3 separate regions of the Mus musculus genome follow, and all the other regions are linked to region 1. The links are chromatin contacts, called in public capture Hi-C and promoter capture Hi-C maps. All regions are on one chromosome and are shown on one strand. Each heading gives the region's core, a stretch centred on a gene start, on an enhancer-like site or on the middle of the called end of the contact. The rest is flanking DNA. Distances are from core to core; before and after follow the strand shown.

Evidence for each region. Capture Hi-C pulls out chosen DNA fragments and counts their contacts.
Region 2: a contact with region 1 is called in a promoter capture Hi-C map of pancreatic islet. The contact joins the promoter of 5330439B14Rik here to the promoter of Ldhb in region 1. A contact is called at or near these places in 5 of 39 promoter capture datasets (hippocampal neurons, liver, pre-B cells and 1 more) and 3 of 9 other capture datasets (adipose tissue, liver and pancreatic islet).
Region 3: a contact with region 1 is called in a capture Hi-C map of embryonic stem cells, with 3 times the contacts expected there. The contact joins the promoter of Spx here to the promoter of Ldhb in region 1. A contact is called at or near these places in 5 of 39 promoter capture datasets (the HPC-7 cell line, embryonic stem cells and liver), 7 of 484 Hi-C or Micro-C datasets (LSK cells, cranial neural crest, embryonic stem cells and 1 more), 7 of 115 datasets of contacts at active chromatin or transcription factors (embryonic stem cells and forebrain) and 4 of 9 other capture datasets (adipose tissue, embryonic stem cells, liver and 1 more).

The regions. Positions count from the first base shown.
Region 1 is chr6:142,505,267-142,510,196 of GRCm38.p6, reverse strand. It overlaps Ldhb (lactate dehydrogenase B), which reads left to right and starts at 2,240. Exons shown (of 8, transcript NM_008492.3): 1 at 2,240-2,344; 2 at 4,651-4,785. The coding sequence starts at 4,657.
Region 2 is chr6:142,611,832-142,616,761 of GRCm38.p6, reverse strand. 5330439B14Rik (RIKEN cDNA 5330439B14 gene) reads right to left here and starts at 2,167. Exons shown (of 2, transcript NR_037679.1): 1 at 1,832-2,167. Abcc9 (ATP-binding cassette, sub-family C (CFTR/MRP), member 9) reads left to right here. Exons shown (of 40, transcript NM_011511.2): 31 at 2,246-2,348.
Region 3 is chr6:142,411,098-142,416,027 of GRCm38.p6, reverse strand. It overlaps Spx (spexin hormone), which reads right to left and starts at 2,597. Exons shown (of 6, transcript NM_001242345.1): 1 at 2,582-2,597; 2 at 2,115-2,195; 3 at 1,950-2,007; 4 at 1,197-1,259. The coding sequence starts at 2,587. It also overlaps a transcript of Golt1b not described here.

The DNA.
Region 1 (4,930 bases), core at 991-3,490:
GCCCCTGCTCAGGCTCTGGGATCAGTGAGAACCCTGTCAGCTTCCACACCTTTCATTCAAACAATAAAAACAACTGGCAGCTATTCTCTAAGACTGGGTATGTAATCAGAGTCGATCGTCTCTAAAGCGTCCTTTTCTGTTCTACAGTTCACTTGCTCTGGTTCAAAAACATGACACCCTGACAACGGGAGATGACCTTTTTAAGATACAAAAGAAAAACCAAACAAACAAAACCAAAAACCAAAAAAACAAACAAACAAAAACCCCACCAGGCAGTCCTTGTAGAGGTGGTGAGCCCCCCAGCCCTACACCCTGCAACCCTGCGCTTCCTGAATCCTACTTAGTGCACAGAGCAGCTATGCCATGATCCACACACACACACACTCTCTCTCTCCCTCTCTCCCTCCCTCTCTCCCTCCCATTAAAGCTGGTGTTTCTCTGTGTAGGCCTGGCTGACCTAGAACTCCGTTTCTAGACCAAATTGGCCTTGAACTCAGAGACCTGCCTGTTGTCTGTCTCTGCCTCCCGAGTTCGGGGGACTAAGGGCACGAGCCACCTCGCCCGCTCAGGAGCACATTCTGCGTGATCACTTGCTGATGTTTGCAACCCTCTAGCAGTGTGCACATTGCCATTAGCAGGCATCCTGTCTTGTGTGTCTTGGTCCCTGCAGCACTACTCCTACATAGGAACATTCTCCGTACATAGTTTTAAAGGAGGAAACCCCAGCCTCTCTTTTGCTATTTCAGTTTACATTTGGGTTCGGTTTTATAACCCGCCTCACTCCCCGAGAACAATATACTTTAACTTTAGCCCTTGTTGCCTGCATGTTTCCTAAGCATTTACCTTGCAGATGGAAAGCTCTATTCTTTCCCTAAAATTCCCCCTAGCCACCCCTTCCCCTTCAGCTCCTGGTACTGATACTCTTTTTCACTGCTGGGATTCAAACCCCAAACACTAAGGCTGTACTCTACCCCAAAGTCCCATCCATAGCTGCCTGTCACATCTCTATCAAAGAGTCTCCTTTTCTTCAATTCCTACAATTCCTTCTACTCCCCAGTAATGTGATAGCTCTACCCAGACTCCCCCAAATTTTCAGTAAAATTGGGGCAGAGGGCAGCACCCAAAGAGCACAGTTATATTCACACTTACACCTTCAATGCTTGGCAGAGGGAAGTTCTATTTATAGAGTTAGTAGTCGTTGACAAGAGGTACACACTTAAAGAAAACAAAAGGCAAATTCTCACACAGCAACTCCAGTGAGCTTGCTAGATGGGGAAACAATTTTATCTTAAGAAAACACAACTGCCCTAAATTTTCACAACACTTCTGATTGCTTAATCCATGCTGGAATAAGGAACCGGGCACTGGGCTGGATGAGACAAAGAGCTAAGAATGTGGGAAGACAATTACAGGGCTGGGGATGCTACTCCCTGCTAAACTGTGAGCTCCTGGGTTCTATGCGAAGCGCTCTCTCTCTCTCTCTCTCTCTCTCTCTCTCTCTCTCTCTCACACACACACACACACACACACACTGTACCAGCTCAGCGACTCCTAGGGAAGTTACATCTTTCTTAGGGTTCTTATTTTTTCTCCCTGGGGCCAGGCTTTTTCTTGGGACCTTGCAGTTTCCTGGAGGAACTGTGAAAGGCAGAAATCAGGCACCTTCGATCTTGTTGGGCAGCTATTAGTTGAATTAGGTGTGGGGAGAGGGGGAGGGGCGGTTACTGTCTTATTGAAGGAACTTTAAATGACCAAAAATCTGTTCTCTTCTGGGTTAGTTTGTTTTTGTTTGTTTGAAACAGTCTTAATGGAGAGGCCTAGGCTGGTCTCAAACTCCTGACTTCCCTCAGGACTCAGCCTTACCAGTGCTGGGATAACAGGCGTGTATAAACCCCCACTTCTGAAAAGAGTTCAGAAGCTCCGAGGCCTTTTGGAGTGATGTATCAGTAGCATCTTAAGCAAGGCGACTGCTCTAAAGTGGAGCCGGAATGCAACCTAGACATAGGTTTCTATTAGCACAAGATGGAGACCGTACAGAAGGCCAGAGAGGCAGGTTTACGGAATAAGTGCCTCAGCGGAAGGTGACCTCTAACTTTAGAGAGCGGGGGAGAGCGCGTGCACACTCCAGCCTTGTCCTTGAAGGAGATTGAACGAGCCGAGGGGAGGGATAGACCCGTCTCGGGTTTCCAATCACAATGGAGAAAGCTAGGAGGCTGGAGCGCCGCGGCCCCGCCTCCTCCTCCTCCTTCTTGTAGAGCCGGAGTCTGCGATCCGCAGAGCAGCAGCCTGCTGACTTTGCAGTGGCTCCCCTGCCTCAGCGCGCCGCAGAGCCTCCTCTTTTCTGGTAGGTCTGAATCCAGGATCCCAAAACCTGACTTAACTGAACATCAGGGTGTGTGTTGTGGGAGTAGGGAGTGCAGAGGTGTTATTGTTTGGCAGAACAGGAGGAAGGAGCTACGTACGACACATCCACTCTTTGGGGCCTTTGTCCCTGAGCATTCATGCCCCTACCTATTTCTTCTTTGTGGTTTTGGGTGGCAAGCCGAGCGAGCAGAGGTGCGCAGCTGAGCTCCCGACTCGGTCTGCACCTTGGTACAGCCTGAGCACAGGGTGGTCTCGGGCCTGTGTGCTATCAATAGAAAGACTTGTAACGTAAGGTAAGTCAAACCTAGTCTCTTCAAGTCCTTGGCAGTTAGCACATCACCCATCAGCTGCGATGCAGCCTGGGGCGCAAGCCAGGGCAGCGCGCCCAGTGGCCGGGGAACCGAGCAAGGTCTAGGTGGGTCCCTGTGAAGGTTGGAAGGTCTTGCACCTGGTGATGGAGAACGGTCCCAGCTATTTTAGCAATGAGGATAAAGGAAAGTTCGGTCCGGAACACCAGGCTTCGTCCCCTCTCACGCTGCCCGCCCTGCAGCCGGGTACTTGCTGGGCCTCTTTAGATGCGCTAGGATTTTGTTTACTTCTTGTGCTAAGTGTGGAAGCCTAGGCTTTCCCCCTGGAGACCGTAATCGAGGTGTGCGCTGGTGTCTCCCTCGTGACCTGCTTTGCACAGGAGGAAAGGTGGCTTGGGTGTCACGGAACTGAACAAGCTCCGACAGCACCTGGGGTCGGGGGTAGGGTGAAGGATATGACTGGTTTTAATGGAGAAATTGGAGGCCATACCCGGGCATTAAGAGTTAACATAGGTGATTCTCTGCGGAGTCGTCCTTAGCCTCTGACCTAGACCACTGGTTCTTATCCACAGGAGATGGGAATGTGGGGGCACCCTGAGGCGAGGGTGTTTTTTCCTGTTCCTTTCTCTCTACAGTCAACTCCCTGATTTGACACAGGCTTGCTACAACGCAAACTATTTTCTTCTCATTCTCTATCACTGTGGGAGGTGGGGGTGGGAGGAGAATACACGCTGAACTTCAGTCTAGATATCTGCCTGTGCTTGCTGGATCTTCAACACTGCCGCTTTTGAAATTCCCCAAAGCGATTTAAAATGTTTTCAGGACAGCTTCAACGTTCCAGCGTTTCAGATAGCATCCCAGGATGATGGAGGGTGACCTTGGCCTCTCCTGACTCTCCTACCTCCACCTCCCAAACGTTGGGACTCCAGGCCTTCCTAATGTTCTCTGGAGCCTATCAGATTTTAAGCCAACTAACAAAAATAAACTTGGTGTGGGCAGGCTTTGGGGAGGCTCTGCTTTTCTTACTGTTGAGGCTACTCAGCTGAAACTGCCTAAGACACAGGGCCTGACTGGATTCATTTTAAGGTTGGTGCTTTGTCCAAACCCTCCCACAGCAGTTCATCTTCCCACCCACCAAAAAACTACAAGTGTAATTCTCTAAGGCTAAAATAACCCTCTAAAATCTCTAAAATAGCTCTGGAAGCAGTACACATTAGGAGGGAGGCTTTAAAACAACAAAAATAAGTTATGGAGCAAAGTAGTTGTGATTGCTTCAAGTACTTCACTCTGGACAACTAAGGGTTCCTTACTGGGTTCATTAACTAAGCCAGGTTTTGTTACTTAGCCCTTTACAGATTAGAAGTGAAAATGAAGGTAAAGGGAACGAACTGGCTGGGCTGTGGAACCTATAGGGAGCCTCAGCTGTGATGAACCACGCTAAAAAGAAACAAACGGAAGCAATCAGCGTAGATTATTAACATTGATAACTTTTCTGTGAAGACACTTTGTCAGGAGGGCAGGGCCATAACTTTTGTGAGATTTTAAGTACAAAAATCAGTCTTTGTCTTCCACAATTATTTGTAATGAAAATTACAATTCATATTGGCTTTAAACAAGCTTAAAAATAAGTTAGCTGGTTAACATGGTTAAACACAAATTCCTTATAGGGACAAAAGAAAGAAACGAGCTTGCTTCAGTATAATTATCTGTATCTTTAGCCAGTAGTTTGCACTTACAGCAGAAAGGTCACAGAAGGGATGGTGGCAACTTAATGGCTTGCATGGAGCTCTCTGCTCTGGGGAAGCATTTTGGTTTAAACTGGTGGAGAACTTTGCACTGAGTCCTGCATTCGGTGAGATGTGGTTCCTTCAGGGCTTCTGTTGAGCTATACTTTCAAAATTGAAGCTGTGACATTTTGGGCTACTTCTCAGTCAGATTCCGTGCATGTAAATCACATTGATCGCCCCTTCTCTTGCAGGACAAGATGGCAACCCTTAAGGAGAAGCTCATTGCGTCCGTTGCAGATGATGAGGCTGCCGTCCCGAACAACAAGATCACTGTAGTGGGCGTTGGACAAGTGGGTATGGCATGTGCCATCAGCATTCTGGGAAAGGTATGCTTGAAGAGCACCATAGGTCACAATTTCTGCAGGAGTTTGTAGTTTGTTTGAGGAGCCTAGGTCTGTGTTGTCGTCAGACCCCCTCAGGCATCTGAAATAACTTGGAAAAATTACACGTACTTTTCAGTACTTGTTATGG
Region 2 (4,930 bases), core at 918-3,417, 110 kb before region 1:
GGATGCATTTGTCTGGGGTGGTGAGAACACCTATCCTGGAGAACCCTGGATCTTCTCACTCCTGTTTCCTGTTAGGGTACCTACAATAACTAGTTCACCCCAGAAACCTGCCCCCTCCCCCAAATAAAACCTACTCCCAGACGTCTTCCCTGTTCTCCAGGAAGCCAGGGTTAGCCCTTGCCTTCTCCCCACCCCCTCTTCCTGGTTCTCTATTCAGATCCTCCAATGTAAATCTCTCCTTTATGCTCTTAGACTCATGAAAGAAGGTCCTGGGCTGCCTCAGACTCACTAGCTAGCAAGATTTCTCCCACCCTGAGAAAGACACATCTTGTTCATTGTATATCTCCAGAACCTAGCACAGTGTCTTCCTTGCTGTGGAGAAAGGATGCTTAGATGCAAATATAGCCGATATTCCTCTAGCAAGCAAGTCTACCTGGCACGTTCCTGGCAAGCATGGAAATGTGAGCCTTACAAAGACCACAGTTTGTTCTCACTGTTGCTGTGAATCCTAGGGCCTCAGAGGGCATTCTGTCTTCTAGCTCCTCACTATAGTCACCCCTCCTAAGGTCACGTGGAAGACAGACACGCTCCTTGGACTGTTCAGTCCCAAGCCATGGTGTTGCCATTCTTTGACATAGGTCCCCCTGGACGTGGCATTTAGTTCAAGGCTGCATAACTCAAATTGAAGTAATGGTTTGGCTCTTACTGCTAAACTCTGATCGTTGTAGATCAGACACTGCTGTCTCACCAAATTATCTCTCTGGCTTGGCATACTAGAATGGTCAGATTGATTGGAGAGATACCAAGTATCTGCTTTATATTGGCCTGTATGGACTCTGATGGTGGGCCAAATGTACCCCGCCCAGGACTTCTTCGTTCTTTGATACAAGTGATGAGTTATTTAAAAGTTTTGCAATTTTACTGGAAGATTTTACAGGAATGGGGGGATTCTTTTAGCAAGTAGGGCTCACTAGTGAGTGGGTCAGTAATTCCTTACAAAATGACCTATAGATGGCTTATGTCAGAACAGCTGTGGCCACAGGGAGGAAAGAAGCTAACTCAGCTGGGTATGGCACCAACTTTCAAACCAGTTGCTTGTCAGCTCTGTTTTGTCTATTATTTAAGGAAAGTGATTACAAAGTCAGGATATGTTTGTTACGTAGAAGAGATATGTTTCTTTTTCTTTTTAGTGTGTATGTGTGAAATCATACCCAGGATGTTCAAGTGCTTAAGGGTCTTCTTAACTTTTAAAACAAACTTTCTATGGCATATATTCATTGTACATGGTAGTGCAAGGGGTTGGAAGTATAGGGTGAGACGTGCTCACACAGGACATACGCTTGTTGAAGGTTATTGCTAGTTCTGCTAGTAAAGTAAGCCACACAGAATTGTGTTTGATCATGTTGAGCAACAGGGATGAGCCTAAGTTTCCCATGGACATCTGATGTCTCTCCATCACCACGACTATTAGGGTGAGAAATCTCCCAACCCTAGAGGATGGAGGATTTTCTCTGATGCCACTCAGAGTATTTACAGTGCCTTGTTCACCCTCAAAACCCAGCTTCACCCCTAAAGCTATACCAAGACAATCTTTTCTGTGCTCTGGGAAGCCTGGCTTGACCCTTCCCTCTCCCCACCCTCTGTCTCTATTCAGATCACCCAAAGTAAATCTCCTTCGCTTTCACAGGGTCACTGCAAACAGACCCTGTGCTGTGCCAGCCATCTGTGAGAAGATCCCTCTATCTTCTGCTCCTTGGCACCCTACTTTCTTTCTTTGGTTAAAAAAAAAAAGAGCCAAAGAAAAAGAATATATTTGAAGGGATATATTTACCTGTTGTAAATGTATGGTTTTCTGTCTCCATTGGTTCTCATCCAGCCCAGCTCAACATCATTTGGAAAAATGAAATAAATGCCTCAAACACAGGTAGAACATACTGTGATTTCTGTAGCCCGGATGGCATAGGCCAAGTCTCACAACATTGGATCCATCAATACTGTGGTGACTTTTAATGAAGAGTTGTCATCGCAATGGCTTCTTTTCATAGCTGTAGCATGAAAATGGAGCAAACACTTGCCCTCTTGGACTCTATCCAGAACTCAGCAGAGCAACTCTGGAGTCCACTCGCCTGTCACGCATCCCATCCATGTGTCACTCTGTTACAAACCATTCAGTAGTTAACAGTGACTGGCTTTTTCTAATTCTCCTGTTAGGTGACTAACATTGTGGTGTCTTTGTTTTCTGTAGGCATGAAACCAGATTCAAGCAACGCATGCTGGAGCTGACAGACACGAACAACATTGCCTACTTATTTCTCTCAGCAGCCAACAGATGGCTGGAGGTCAGGACGGTACGTTCATTATGTTCCTTGTGCGATTTCGTAATGGAAACCAAACAGACAGGAGGCTTCGCGTGGAGAGGCAGATGTTTGGTGGAACTAGCCTTCTACGGAGAGTCAGGACCAGGCCTCCATTGACTGGACTTTAAAATAGATCAGGTTTGGTTTTGTTCCAAATGAAATTTATTTTCATGTTGTAGCTAATCACACACACACACACAAAAATGCCCCCAAAGCAAAAATCACTCTGTGTTCTCTATACCCTCCGAACTACCTAAGTTCACAGGATAGTAAATATTTATACAATGCCATTTTTTTTTTGTAAGACAAGTGACCAGGTACACTGATGTCCTTCACTGATCCAGACAAGCTTGTAAGGGAAGGTGGATTTTTTTGTTTTAAGCCAATGGAGGGTTACGTTAGTACAAAACTGTCAGCCACTAAGTCATCTACTGCTGTCTTCTCTCCTGTGTGACACACAGGAATAAGCACAGACTCTGGCACAGTATGGACTTCATGTCCCAGATTAAGTTCTTGCTGTGCCAGATCCCTCTTCACTTATAAAGTAAGAATAAGAACATGTACCTCATGGACGTGTCCCTAAAATAACAATGAAGGCGCCGGAATTGCCCTAGTATGCAAGTCTAGCTTGATTTGTTGCTGTGATAAAATATGCTATCAAAACACAAGTGAGGGAAGAAAGGGGCTTATCTCAGCTTACAATTCCTGCTTAGCCTCCCTCATTGTGGGAAGTCAAGGAAGAAACTTTAAAGAACTAGTCCTATCATAACCACCGTCAAGGGCAGAGGGAGAGAGAGAGAGGGAGAGGGAGAGAGGGGGGGGGGGGCAATACAATCTCACGCACTTGCTTCCTCTACTCTTACACCCCCTGCCTAGGGGGTGGCACTGCCCACAGTGGTATAGGACTTTCTACATCAATTAACTTAATGGACACAGTTTCCCACAGACATGCCCAAGGACTACCCAGTGTAGATAACCCCTCACTGGAACTCTCTAGCCAGGCGACTGTAGGGTTTGTCAAGTTAATCTAAGTCCCTGCTGTAGATTATTTGTATCTCCAACCAGATGCAGATTTAAAAAAAAAAAACAAAACAAACCCATAACCAGAGAAGGTAGATGATATAAGAAGTTTAAAGGGGTCAAAATGAAGACTCCCAAGTTCAAGAGTGGTCATAAAATACATTGATACAGATTGATAGTCTTACACCGCCCATGTCTTTAGTTACTCTGACTTCTCATTGGTTGGCAAAAGTGGTGGAGACTCTTCATTACCAGTGGAAAAGACCCTCCCTTTACCACCATGTCAGTGAGAGCTCATTGACCAACTGAGCACAATTATGTTACACAAAAACAACAACTAAAGCATCTTTCAGGATGGTGTGAAGGCTGGAAAAATCGGGACAGAGTTACTTAGGAGTTACAGACTCCTGAAAGGTAGATACATGGTTGCATAAAATCTATAACAAAATCCAAGCTTGGTTTCCAGACTCCAACTAGACCACGATTCTTTATTTGAAGTTTCTGTTTTCTTTCTTCTTTTAAAGATCCCCATTATTCTCTGGGGAGAAATATCATATTGGAATAGTAGAACTAACAGAATATCTCTGTGGGTGGATTTTCAGAACTGTAATGTGACAATGACAGTAGTTGTCTTTGAGTCTGGCCTTTCTTAGCTTTGAGATTAGGCGCGATATTTAGGGGTAAGCCGTTTTCCTTGGATGTGAGATGTCTACGGCTGCTGCCCTTAGCACTTCCCAATGGCAGGTTCACAGACAAGTGTAGGAGAAGAATCTTCATGCAAACCATATGTCCTGTTCTTAGAGCCAAACCAAGATATCAGCACCCGAGCCTGCCAGGAAAGGGAAGGGCAGGGCAAACTGGAGAGAAACAGCAGCCAAGTTCAAAGTGGCTGCGTCTGACCCAGAATTTTAACCGCCACCCCCACCAAGAAAAAGCAACCAAATCTACCTGAGTATAAACGAATTCAGTTTCCTTGCAGACTAAAGAAGGGATTGCATTTTTAAATGGCAGGGGCAGACTCTGTCCTTCATTCCATAGCTCCTTGACACATTGAAAGACATTGCATGAAACATATTTGTTATTTTACCTTCTGTTTGCATTCTTTATATCACAGCACTTCAGAGATTCACTAGAGGACTTTCCTGAGTAGAATTACCCCTCAAAAGCTAACTCGGAGGCCAGTGAGGTGGCTCAACTGTTGAGGTCACGGGCTGCTCTTCTGGTGGACATGGGTTCAATTCCCAGCTCCTATATATCTGCTTACAAGGACTTGCAACTGCAGGTCTAGGGAGTCCAGTGCTCTCTTCTGGCTTCCTCAAGTACCAGGTGTGAATGTGGTACACACACACACACACACACACACACACACACACACACACACACACAGAGGTAAAACACCCTTATACTTAAAATAAGTTTATTTAAAACTAAGTGCTGTAGTACAGAAACATATGTCATAGATGGATTGTCACATAAAGCAAAGCTTTTTTGCCCACGTGGCTTCATTACTGTGGGCGTGTGGAAGGGACCTCTTCATTGTATCTGTAATTTTA
Region 3 (4,930 bases), core at 1,348-3,847, 95 kb after region 1:
TGCCACCACAGTGACCTTCCATTTGTTTATACCTGAGGATGAATGCTAGGGAGTATGGAGTATGTAGCAAAAGGAAGATGAGTAGGAGGCCACACAGCTTTCTCTCGCCAGGGTTTAGAAGGGGGTGCATTTTCCTTCTCACAGCTTAAAGAAGGTTGTTTTGGCCAAAATATCTCATTGGAGCCGGATCTCCCTGCTTTCCCCCTTCCAAGTCAATTTGAGATAACCGATTACAATCGTGGTCACATAGGAGGTAATTAGCTATTTGAATGAAGAGACCCTGGCTAAATAGTCAGAGTTATTTCACTTTTATTGAATTATATGTTTACTGGGTCACAGGGATATGCCGCTGCAGTCTATTTCATACTTAAGTTGACAGATGACATGGTCCTGATCTAGGACAGGCTGGGAGTTTTAATCGGAAGTAGCAGGAAGAGAAGAAACATATTCTACCCTAAAAAACAAGACCAGTCACACTGCAAACTCAGGAACTGAAACAAAAGCTGAAAGCATCTGCTATCGGCATGCTAAGCAGTGCTGAATATCTCTCCAAGTAAGTATAGCTTTTATTCTTGGTACTTCTATACAAAATTTTACCAAGATTATTTTTTCTTCTGTTTAAACTGCAATGTCATTAAGTTCATCAAGGAAAAAAAATGTTCCTGAACCTATTTCTTAATTAATTTGTTTTTTGGAGAATTTCATACATGATGAGTACTGTTTGCATAGTTTCCACCCTCTCTCTGTCCCCCAACTCGTCTTATGCATCCTCTGTAATTTATGATTCCCCCCCCCCCCCGCGTTTCCTACAACTATTTAGGGCTGAGGACTTGAGATTGGATAGCTTATCTAGAGTTTGTCCCGGAAGAAAACTGATCCTCCTCTCAGTCATTCATACCTGGCTCAATCATTCGTTCATAGCTTTTAACTTAATTGCGTTTGGTTAAAAACCTTTGGCGGCTGTTTCTAATCATTTAGGAGAAAGATATACTTGAAATGTCTAAGTGATTATTTAGTAGCAATTGCTATTTAGGAAGAGAAAGATCAAGGCTCTTTCCAGAAATACCCGGAGAGGGGGCTTCTCTCTGCCCTGTGTCTGTGCTACAGACCCTGCCAGTTTGGGGACCCGGGCTCACTAGCCGCCTGCTAGGGGACAGGGCAGGTGGAACCCCGCCATAGGCGCAGCGCTCGCTCACCTGGAGGCGGCCGGTCTGCAAGCTCCTTCCTACGGCTCTGGTCGGAGAGGAAGCGGCGGCCCTCTGCGGGGGGTGGGAAGGGGGAGGGGTGGGACACGAGGAGGACTGAGGCAGACAGCTAGACCCCAGGATCAGGGAGATCGCGGGTTCCCGCCAGGGATGCGACCTCGATTCGGAGAGCAGCCCCAGTGGGATTCGCGCGTGCCTCTCTCTTTCCTTCCACCCCTTCCCTTCCTCTCTCCCTTCCTAACTTCTTTTGCCATTCTATGCTCCTCTACCAGGCACCTTCTTTGTTCAATCATTAGTTCTCTAAATTCAATCAGCCAGCTTTCCTTCATTCCCTCCCCTTCTCCCTCCTCTCCTTCCTTCTTATCCCCCACTTTTCCCTCCCCCCTTTCCTTTATTTCGCCTTTCTTGAACCCTTCTCCAGCTCTTTCTTATTTCCTCCCTCCTCCTTTTTCCTTTTTTCCCTGACAGGATCTTAGTTTGACCTGGAGCCCACTAGGTAGCCCAAGCTAGCATTTCTCCTGCCTCAGCTTCGAGAGTGCCAGGTCACAGTAGTGACCCCAAACACCTCTTTGGGGGAGGGTTTCTGGCCATCAGAGTATTTTTGTCCCACCTGCCCACTCCTATGGTTTCTGGATTGTCTGAAATCCTAATTATTTACTGGAGCCGGCTGTGACCCTGTCTCTTAGGAGTCCCCGGATGTCTCCCATCACCCTCCGTGAGGAGAATAAGGAGTATGGAACTCACGTGCACCCTTCAGATAGAGCATAGCTTGGGGAGTCCAGTTCCTCTTCTCAGAGAGTCGCTGCAGTGCAGGGAGGAGAGAAGAATCGTTATTACAATGCAGCGGGTGGAAAAAGCAAAAACAGAGGCTGCCTAGTCCGAACCCGGGGTTTGTGTTCTCTGCATTACCTGTGGAGCACCGCTGGAGTTTTCCAGCGCAGACAGCACCAGGAGAAGGACCACGGCTGTCACTGCCAGGACGCTGGGCCCCTACAAGACACATCGACCAAACACAGCCTCATCGGACGGAGTGTGGCTGCATTTGTTTTTTTGTTTGTTTTTTGTTTGTTTGTTTTCGTTTTGCTTCCTCTTCAGAGAGGACAGTAGGCCCCTTACTTCACTCAGTATATGATCCCACCTTCTAGTTAATCCATAAAGAGTAACTTTAAAAATTAGAAAGATATGATTTTCATAACTTCACCCAAATAAAGAATTGGTGGATAAGTTCTATTCAGCAAAATCAGGTTGCACTATTTAAAGGCACTATTCTTCAAATGTCCAGTCACTACAATGCTCAGTACATATAACCTAGATAGAAAGGTAGACAGTTTATAGAACAGCTGGAAAGATATCGGGTGCACACATCTGCTGCTTACCTTCATGTTCCGACCCTGTCCAGAGCCCCACAATCTCTCGCCCTACCTTCCAGTCTTCTAAACTTGTTACAACCCCCGGGCTTTAAAAACTCCTAGTGTTGGAGTCTGCACAGAGGAGAGGAGACCACGAGGGTAGCTTGTCAATCTTCAGAACTGAGCGGACCTGATGACTCCTCTGGGGAGGTCTAATTGGCAGAAATAGGACAATGATTGATGAGCGGATATCATTTGTTTGGGAACTGACCACACCAGCCAGGAGACATTCTGACTGTATCAGCACCGTCACCTTTGTTTTTCCTGTTAGCTGCCCAATGCATTTCACCATTATGAATGAAACAAATGTAACTGTGGGCGGAGATGAATCACCCCTGTGAACACCAAAAGGTTAGCGAGCCTCAGAGGAACTTGACACCAGTCATTCATCTACTCAAGTGTCCATCTAGTCAGTGATTTAACAAATATGTGTTGAATGGCTACCTCCTACCTCTTGGTCTCAAGCTAATCTTTTAGTTAGGGGAGGACTCTCTCTACGCTACTGGCACCATGCTTAGGTTAGTAAGTAAAGGCAGCCAAGATGACATGACAGGGCAGTGCTGGGTTATTTTAGAGGGAGATTTGAAAAAGAAGATTCCAGGGAATTTGAAATTAGTATACCAGTTACAAGTTACAGACAGGCAGACAGACAGACACACCACACACACACACACACACACACACACAGAGAGAGAGAGAGAGAGAGCAGAAACAGCAAATAGCTTGGTTTATTTGAAGCAGAGGAAGGCAGTAATACTGTGTGGAGTAGGGGTGGTGGCATCACAAGGAAGGGCACTTGGAACTGGCTAGCACATATTCAAATGGTCTCAAGCAAAAGGCTGAGGTGGAAGGTTGGACCAGGAGTGGGAGGAATGGAGAGATAGAAATGACTGGATGTGGAAAACAGGACTAGCAGGTAAGACAGACATGAGAGTAGGTAGGAGAAAATAAGTCAGCCAAGGATGTTACTTAGAGTTTTGGCTCAAGCGTGGGTAAATGAAACAGTTTAGAGGAACCACAGAGACTTCCTAAGAAACCAAATTATGAACGCACAGAAAGAAAAATGTGTATTCGACAGGCAAGTAGAAACATAAGCCAGGTGACTGGAAATGCCAGACTTAGGAGCCCAGCAAAGAGGCAGTTAGCTTAGTCTTTCCCTTTCTAAACATTGAAGTGACCCACTGTAAGAACTGCAAGAATTCTAAGAATTTAAAAGTGGAGGAAAGATTGGGCATGTGTGAAGCATCCCTAAGAGGAATGGGCAGAGCTATGGAAGCAAACATACAGAAGCTGCACAGTAAAGGTCCAAGAAAAGAGGCGATGAACAGCAGAGTGATCAGAAACAAAGGAGTCATTTCAGGTCAGCGATGTTGAGAGCCCAAGGGACTGGTGACACAGCCTGGCAGGTAAAGGTGCTGGCTGCTGAGCCTAATTAATAACTTGAGTTTTGTACCTGAGCCTCATGTGGTGGAAGGAGAAAACTGACTCCTGTAAATTGTCCTCTAACTTCACACATAGTGTTTTGTGTGTGTGTGTGTGTGTGTGTGTGTGTGCCCATACAAGATGTGAGGCTTAGAAGTATGTTGCTGTCTGAAGTTAAGAGGCAAGACTGGAGTGGGCTAAATTTCAAATAAAATATGAGGAAGTCAAAACAAGCATCGACAGCTGCCGGCAAAAAGTCACGTTTTGAGGGGAGGAAATGATGAATCTGGGTAGTGTGAGCTGTGATTTGTGGAATTACGATGTTATTGGGTGGTGGAGTTTCCTTCTTTTGTGCAGATGACACAGGTCTTCCTACCTTGTAGATTGTTGCACCTCCCAGGCTTCCTTAGCATGTTTTGTGTTTGATGGAGTCTTCAGGTAGAGCCCCTGGTACAGCCTGGCTGAAGACAGATCTAGCTTTCTAGAGCAATGCTGGCAATGTTAGTGGTAGAATCAGTGCTGGGGTGTGAAGACCTCCTCAGTGAGTCTTTTTGTTTAGATCAGTTCGATTTGTCATTGTCTGCTGATAACTGCCAGAGGCTAGCCAAGGATCCAGTTCCCTGAGGAAGGCAGCAAAAGGGAGTATGGCATTGGCAATGGTAACCAGGGCCAAAGCTGCTTACTTTTGGCAGTTTCACTCTTTGTTATTCTGGAGCCAAAGCCTCTGGCTTCTGGCAATTTAACTCCTGATAGCAGCAGGAGATTAAGAAAAAAAAGCTTAGTTACTTGGGCTCTTTTCTCTCTGGCTCCAGAGCCCCCTCCCTCACCAGGCAAGAGGCTCAGAGTCCATTAACTCTTTGAGAGCCAGAGAGAAAGAAAAGAATGAAAGAAGAA